2 separate regions of the Hordeum vulgare genome follow, and region 2 is linked to region 1. Evidence: chromatin contacts called from public Hi-C data. All regions are on one chromosome and are shown on one strand. Each heading gives the region's core, a stretch centred on a gene start, on an enhancer-like site or on the middle of the called end of the contact. The rest is flanking DNA. Distances are from core to core; before and after follow the strand shown. Region 1 holds the start of LOC123451758 (protein FAM135B-like). Region 2 holds the start of LOC123398263 (protein ROH1-like).

Region 1 (4,129 bases), core at 962-3,461:
TGAAAGCCAGTAGTCGCGCGGAGCGCTCCCAAAAAACCTTATCGCCCTTCTCCCGTACATGACCCAAAGTGACGGAGTTTCAAAGGCCTATTGTCCCGACCTATGATGCATGCCGCAAGCCGGGATGGGAAAGAACGTAGCAGCATCACAGAGTCTGGAACCGGTGGCGAGAGGAAGTTCTGATTCGTATCTCTGGAGAGGAGAGACCTCTCTTTTATAGGCGCAAGAGAAGGAGGCGAGAGGCGAGCGACTGGAGCCGAAGAGAACGAGGGAGACGAAACGAACAGACAACAACCGAAGGGTGCAGCGTTCGTGTTCAATATCCACTACAACAAAACGTTCAGCTTTCGAGTGACCTTTCATATACTAGTCGTGTGTGGCAAAAATTTAGTTCGGCTCGGCTCATTCCCACAACCCGCGGCACGGCGGGACGAGGCGAGGCGGGCGGTGGAGGAGGAACGCGCGTGTATGTCTCTCTTGTTCTCATGCTCATACAGACCTGGCCAAACGGGCCGGCACGGCATGACACGGTCCGTGCTAATCGGACCTTGCACGACACGGCCCGCCCAGGCACGTTTATTAGTCGGGCCGTGCCGTGCCGGCCCGTGGGCTGCGCCTCTAGGCCCAGGCACGACCCGATTGTTAAACGGGCCGACATGTTGGCCCGATTAGCACGTTGGGCCGCATTTTTAGCCTTATGGGCTTATTTTTGGGCCTATTGGGCCATATTTTTGTATATATATAACAAAAAAATCTAAATATATATATAAAAAATAAACGGGTCGTGTCGTGCGGGCCCGCGTGCCCAGGCACGGCCCGAGCCGTGCTTCGTGCCGGGCCCGAGCACGAATAGCCCGTGTCGGGCCGGGCCCGTGTCGTGCCAGCCACGCGGGCTGTCGGGCCGACCCATTTACCCGGCCCGTTTGGCCAGATCTGTGCTTATACATGTGTGGAAACATTCTCCCTTATAAGGAGGTCCAAATCCCACTAAACTAGCAATGTGGGACTAAACTTTTCCACCTCTTGCCTTGCACAAAAGGCCTGCGTGGGCCTCTAGGATTTATTAGGAATTTCTAAAATTGTACCTTGGGCTGGCCCAAAAATAGGTAAAAATTCCACCACATGAAACCATCTTCGAAGGACGTACGTTCCCTTCATAATCTTTGAGGCCCATTGCATGGTCAATTGTTCAACGAAGGCCTCCAATCACCTTCACCCCCGCACGTGACCACGGATATATTCCTTTTATTATCCTTGAATTGTTCTTCCCTATGTAAGCCCCTAACCTTTTGCATCGTCCTCTCGAGAGGACGGTTATTGAGCAGCCTCGTCGAGTACACCTTGCCCATCATAGACCATCTTGCAACACTAACTTGTTCTAGAGACGGATCCGAAACCGTGATGTTCTTTCTTCATCACGATCAACTCGCCTAGCTTAGTCGAGGGGCTGGAGGCCTCCCTAGAAGTCTTGCGGTCTGCGAGAGATATTGAAGATTTCCTCCTTGTCGCGCCCGTTGTCGCTTCTGCTCATGGAATGGTCATCTCCTTTGCAGTAGCCACTCCTCTCCCCGATCACTTTGCCATAGGCTCGTCATAGGAGAGTGAAAGCGTCGCTGATCAGTGCCATCGCCACCCCGAGAACCACCGGAGAAAACACCACCCCCAATGAGAGAACCCTAACCCTAGTGCGACAAAGCAGCCGCGTGCGGATGATGGACCCGCCTAATTTCAAAGATACATTAGAACTTTAACTAACTTTTTTTGTGAAGAAACTAGTACTAGTACCAACTAAGGGCATCTCCAATAGTCGTATGATCATCGTTGGTAAAATTGTCACATAGACGCTTTTAATGACATGTCATATAATGAAAGAAGAGAGAGAATGCAATCGTATGAACTTGAAGCAACGGTTCAGGAACAAGCTCCGAGGCAAACATGATCATTTCTTCAACATTTTGTGAACTCGTTTAGTTATTTTATATACGGTTAACATATAGTACATTGAAAAGCATATATGATGTGCTGTTGGCTGTTGATGTGGACATTTATACCAACGACTGCCGTTGGAGATGCTCTAACTCGAAGATGGCTAAAAAAACTCAAGATGCCTACAGGTGGGACCGCCAACCCTAACGACCTGCTACCTGCTTGTGTACCCGGTAGAGTTACGGCCATAAAATTGTCTCCTCCACTCCTCCGACTCCACGTGCACCCTACACGACCGTGCCCGCCGTTCCCCTCAAACAGCTCCATCGAGCCGCGCTCACTTGCAACTCGGCCGCCACATGTCTGTGACACGAGCCAGCCATTAAAAATCCCCTTCCAACCTTTCTCTCCCCCTTCACCCTCCTCCTCTTTGGCTCTTTCTCACCAGCTCTACCGCCGCCTCCTTCTCCCACTACTCCGCCTCCGATCTCCGGACCCTCCGGCGACCGGGCCCCACCGCCCGGCCTCTACGCCGCCGCCCAGGCCCCACGTGCCAAACTCGCGCCGCCGCCGCCGCCGCCATTAACCAACTACTCCTACCTCCCATCATTCCTTCCCGATCTGCCAACTAGCCAAGCCCACTGACGTGCTACGCCGCCGCCCTCTCCTTCTCCCCCGCCAACGCGTTTGGCCTCCCCTGCGTCCTACTCCCGCGGGGTCCCAAGCCCCAACCCTAGAGCTCGCTAGCCCAGGGATCGGCCAAGTGATGCGCGGATCGGGGCGGGCGGGGCGGCCATGTTCGGCCGCATGAAGTGCCTCGTCGGCGGCGCCGTTGACCAGGGCAGCCCGCGTGGAGCCACCAGGAGGGTTTCGCCGGCGTCCGGCCGCGTGCACAACGCCGCCGCGGGGCCGGGGGCCAAGAGGGCCATCTGCTTCCGCCCGCCGGACGTTATGGAGACGGTGCACGAGGTGGCCGTCTACATCCACCGCTTCCACAACCTCGATCTCTTCCAGCAAGGGTATGGAGCCGTGTCTCGTGGAGATGCTTGCTTTTGGTCTTTTCTTTTCCGTGGATGTCTTTTTTCTTCTTCTTGGGTTTAGTTTCACTATTCTCTTTTTTGACTATACTAAAGTTCCAAGTGGTTTGAGTTAAAAAGTTTCATTTTTTTGTGACATGTAAAAAAGCCAATACAAAGTTTCGGTACAAACTTAGTCAATAGTTTTGGTTTGTTGGAGCATTTCGTGTTAATTCGGTTTTTCTTTTTTCTTTTTTGCGAGTCAGACCTCCCCCCCCCCCCCCCCCCCCCCTCGTACTGGCAGTTCTGAGTTTGTCCATACACATTTTTGCGCTGCGAGACGGCATGCAGATCTTTGTCTCCATATTTCTGGATCTCCGAAATTTTTATATTTTATGTCAACTAGGGAGTGCTGTTCTTCGTTGTGAAACGAGTATTGGGTTATGTGCAGATGGTACCAGATGAAGATTAGTGCAATGTGGGAGGAGGGTGAAAGCGGTAGCAAGACACCAGCTTCACCCGCAAGGGTAGTCCAGTACGAAGGTGCGTCCATCTCTTCTAACGAGGGACAGTATGATGTGATCGCCTGCTTCAGTGCTTCTGTTATTTTCACATGATTTCAAGGAAATACATGTTTAAATTGATACCTTTGCAATCTGTGAGGTTCTTGAATTTGTGTAGTGAGCTAAAAGTTCATACTAACTGTTTGATTGTTGTCAATATTCAGTACTATAGTCGAGAAGAACCATGCTACTGTTTCCTAGTGCAGAAAATGAAGTCTACCTATGTACTTACATTGGACTGTTATGGTTTTAACTTTTAAGCTCTACCTTGCTTGTATAAATCTATCAACCTACCTTGTTGCAATCTACCTATCCTTCTTAGATAACATCAAGAGGCATGTTGCATAGCTGGATACGAACTGTACAAGCATGTCAATGTCGTGTACTATAATTATCATGCAGCACACATAATATATGTGATATGTCTGTTAATCTTTGTCGAGGCTTGTATTCCTTCTAGACGAACCAACTGATAAATTGCGGTAGTTTACAAAGTGCACCTTATCTTGTGATGAGACAATGACAGGCAGCTGAGATTTCACAGCTAAGTATGTGGCCCAGGCCCACCAAACAGTGTGCTACAGTATTATGGAGAATGTGATCTACTGATCTGTACTGGTCTAC
Region 2 (4,129 bases), core at 747-3,246, 310 kb after region 1:
CAGCTCAACATGTATATTCATCACTTCGCCTTACAATGCCAGCGTCATCACAGGTCCTGTTTGGCACTTTGGAACGCAGTAAAAATGTTTCAGTTCCGGCAGGAACACACACGATGTGCAGGTATAATTACAGAACAAGGCATTTTTGGTCACAATGAGAGAGATCAAAAGTGACCTACGTGCTATGGAACATAAACTGAAGCACAAATTAGGCGTGGACGCACACAACTAACCAAAAATTTGGCAACATATATACCAAAAGGCATGGTAGAAAACAAAAATAACATGGGAGAAACAAGCAGCCGTCTTTAACATCATGGTGGCCCCTTTCTAATCCCCTTCCTTTACATGAAGACGAAGGCACGTACGTATTTGCACTTAAAAATACGATTTGGAATACGAAACAAGCAAACCAAGAAGAAGAAAGCTACCTACGCCCACCAAATTGCCCGATCAAAGGCAAGGCTTGAGTTGATGGGATGAATCAATCAGCATTGTGCATGGAGGAATCGAGGCCCTCCACGCGGCTGCGCACGATGCGGTGGAATACCTCTCGCACCTGCTTCTCCAGTGGCTCCAGCCCATCCCTCATGGCCGCGCACACGGCGGAGAGTTCCGCTGCAGCCTCCCGCACGTCCACCTCCCTGTCTCCGAAGAGCGGGATAGGGGCCGCGTCAATGGCGTCGGCGAGCTTCTGTATGGCCTTCTCAAGCACCTGGATTTCCTTGAGCAGGCCGCAGGAAGAGCGCCTCTCCTTGCGCTTCCCCTCCTCGGCTAGGCGTTCTTGCAGGGTGAGGAGAGGTGCCGCCCAGGGGAATGCAGCGCGCGCTGGCGCCACGGGCAGGTGGTGCGCCAGGAGCGCGCTGGACCGGTCCGGGCACGGGACGGCGGCGACGAGCGCCCACGCCGTGAAGTGGAGTATGCAGCCCATGGCGTAGACCGGCGCCACGAGCCCTCCCTCGTGCGCTCGCGGCGCGGTCAGCCCGGCCCCTATGGCCTGCAGCTGGCGCGACGCCGACCACGCGCGGGACACGCTCCACGAGAGGGAGCGGAAATGGGAGGCGGAGGCGGTGGCGGAGGAGCCGACGACCGAGGCGCGCGACGGGGACGCGCGGGCGCGGCCGAAGGAGCGGTTGCGGTGGGAAGCGAGGAAGGAGGCGACGCCCCCGCTGGCGGCGGCGGTGGTGTCGTCGACGAGCAGGACGGAGAGGTCGGAGACGGCCTTGCGGGCGCGGCGGAGTTGGCCCTCGTGGATCTCCCCGGGAGCGAGCAGAACGGAGGCGGCGATGTCGGCGAGGCGCTCGAAGCGGCGCACCTGGTCGACGCCGTCGCGCGCGGCGTTGCAGACGTCGAGCGCCTTGACGGCCCTCTCGTGGAACTCGGCGACGAGCCTCTCGGCCGCGGCCGGCAGCGCCCCGCGGCGGCGCGCCTGCGCCAGCACGACCCGGAACTCCTCCTGGCAGAGGATGAAGGCCTCGAGGAGGCGGCGGATCCAGGCGACGGAGAGGATCTCCTCCGGCGGCGGCGCTCCCTCGGCCCCCTCCGCGGGCAGCAGGTCCCCGAGGTTGGCGGCCAGGTGGCGCTGGAAGAGCTCGAGGTCGGCCTCCTCGCCCGACGGCATGGCCGTGTGGTCGCGGCGGAGCGAGAGGAGCGAGCCGAAAGAGAAGGGCGACGGGGAGGAGGAGGCCCCCTGGTAGTCCGTCACCGGCATGGCCTCCGGCGAGGTCGCCGGCCGGAGGCGGATCTCGCGCGCGCGGGCGGGCGGGCGGGCTCAGCGGGCTAGCGGGTGCGGGGCCCGGCGCATCTGTCGCGGAGACGGAGCGGGGCAGGGAATGAGAATGGGAATGGGGAATGTGGCAATGCGAGGAGGGTGGGAGGAGAGCGGTGGAATTTTATATCAAGGCGTGAGATTAGGGGGTTCCCTACTTAAAATGGAGATGTATTAAATTAATGGAGTAAATAAATATGAGCTTGTTTTTTGGGAGGCTGTGATGGCAGGAGTGCGCTGATCATGAAATGCTTGTGGGAGTATTTATTTATAGGCTGGGGGAATTCCTTCTTTTGTGCCTGGAATGTTTTCTTCACGTTCTCGCTGGGTTGTTTTACCATAAAGTCCTTCCGGTTCTGGTATTGCTGCTAACGGTTAGCATCGTTTCTTCCTTTTTAGCATCGCTTTTTATAGCTATACTAGTGCACTACTCGTACATGTTTGGCAAAATTGATAAAAATGATCCCTAGGAAAAAGAACTCACGTAGTGACCCCTCGGAGAAAATATGTCATCCGGCTGACCCTTTTGTGTGACGCTCGATACCTAGGCGCCACACTACACTGTGTGACGCCTAGACCTTCGGCGCCACACCCCCCAACCACCTGGCAGGGAGGGCCCACCCCCCAGGACGTGTGACGCCTAAGCCTCAGGCGTCACACATTGTAATGTGTGGCGCCGAACGCTTAGGTGCCATACATTGACTTAACTGTCCACGGGCCAGCCCCCTCCCCACCCCCTCCCCATTCCCCTCCCTCATTCAAACAGAAACAGCAACGGCGGCGGCTGGCTCTCTTCGAATCCCTAATCCCCTCCGCCATCTCCTTCAGATCTGCTGATTTCTTCCTTGGATTGATCCCCCAAGGTAATCTCCTCCCCCATCTCCTTCCGTTTCCCATCCTTCTATCCAAGTGGAATAGGTTTTTGTTGAGTAGATTGATTTGAGTAGGTTCTTAGAGTTTGACTAGTTAGGATATGAGTTCTTAGGATTTGAGTAGTTAGTATATTAGTAGTTAGTATATGAGTATTAGGAGTTATTATATTAGTAGTTAGTATATGAGTAGTAGTAGTTCATATTAGTAGTTAGTATTAATAGTTAGTATTAGTAGTTAGTATATGAGTATATGAGTAGTAGTAGTTCATATTAGTAGTTAGTATATGAGTATATGAGTAGTAGTAGTTCATATTAGTAGTTAGTATATGAGTATATGAGTAGTAGTAGTTCATATGAGTTCTTAGGATTTGAGTAGTTAGGATATGTAGATGAGTAATTTTTTGAATATGAGTATTTTTTGTGATTTGTAGGATGGTGTGGCTTCTGAATAATGTTTATGACATTGAACACCGGGCCTATTTCATGTCGGAGAAGAAAATGGTAAGTAGAAATGATTAGTAGATGAGTAATTTTTTGAAAATGTAATAAGCACTTGATATCTTCTTCTCCTATCTGTTTGCAGGAGCTTACGCCCTTGAAGATCCGGTCTCATGGGGCATCGTCTGTAATGCAGTACGATGAGCGATACACCCCATACATCGAGATGAGAGGACTCCTTCCATTCGTGCAGCTTGTGAGTCGGTCAACGCCCAATCTGAACGTTGCGGCAGTCACAACACTTATTCATCGTTGGAGGCCGGAGACACATAGTTTTCACCTCCGAACCGGAGAGATGACGGTTACTCTTCAAGATGTTTCCATGATCACCGCACTTCCGATCGAGGGGAAGCCTCTTTGTATGAGCACTGATTCCGAGGGATGGCGGCAACAAATGGAGGCTCTTATTGGTATGTCGCCGCAGGAGCCGGAGGTAGAAGATGGAGGGAAGAAAGATAGAGTCCCGGTCGGCGCTCCTTTCACTTGGATTGCCGCGAACTTTGCTCATTGTCCCGAGGACGCAGATGACGAGGTGATCCAGAGGTATGCTCGCGTGTACATGTGGTACGTCATCTCTAGGACTATCTTTGCTGACGGCACTGGCAAGAATGCTCCATGGATGTGGCTGAAGGAGTTGACTGTTTTCGACAACAGTTCAGCTGAGGCTCGGCCGCATTGGCTTACTTGTATCGGCAAGTAATAAATTGTTAGTATTAAGTACTCTATGTTATCTTTTTCTGCTAAACTGATGCATGTTTGTTGTTACTTCTAGTTGGACGATGCTTGTCGCAGGACCACAAAGGACGGTGGAGTTGGTGGTTGTATGCTCCTACTTTCGGTATGGAGCTGGGAACGCCTACCTGTTGGACGCCCTAAAAGCTCACAGTGGAATACCTGGGATGACCACGACAACCCTGTACGGCAACCTACATGGGCTTACAAGTGGGACTTGGTATCAGAGGTGGCAAGCGAAGTGAACCTATTGTACAAG

Evidence for each region. Hi-C and Micro-C count contacts between places; a contact is called where the count stands out from the background.
Region 2: a Hi-C map of seedling shows a contact between it and region 1, with 4 times the contacts expected there. The contact joins the promoter of LOC123398263 here to the promoter of LOC123451758 in region 1. A contact is called at or near these places in 2 of 6 Hi-C or Micro-C datasets (leaf and seedling) and 1 of 1 datasets of contacts at active chromatin or transcription factors (embryo).

What each region holds. Positions count from the first base shown.
Region 1 is chr5H:261,228,165-261,232,293 of MorexV3_pseudomolecules_assembly, forward strand. It overlaps LOC123451758 (protein FAM135B-like), which reads left to right and starts at 2,212. Exons shown (of 14, transcript XM_045128289.1): 1 at 2,212-2,945; 2 at 3,394-3,485. The coding sequence starts at 2,722.
Region 2 is chr5H:261,538,125-261,542,253 of MorexV3_pseudomolecules_assembly, forward strand. It overlaps LOC123398263 (protein ROH1-like), which reads right to left and starts at 1,997. Exons shown (of 1, transcript XM_045092751.1): 1 at 230-1,997. The coding sequence starts at 1,711. The coding sequence ends at 485.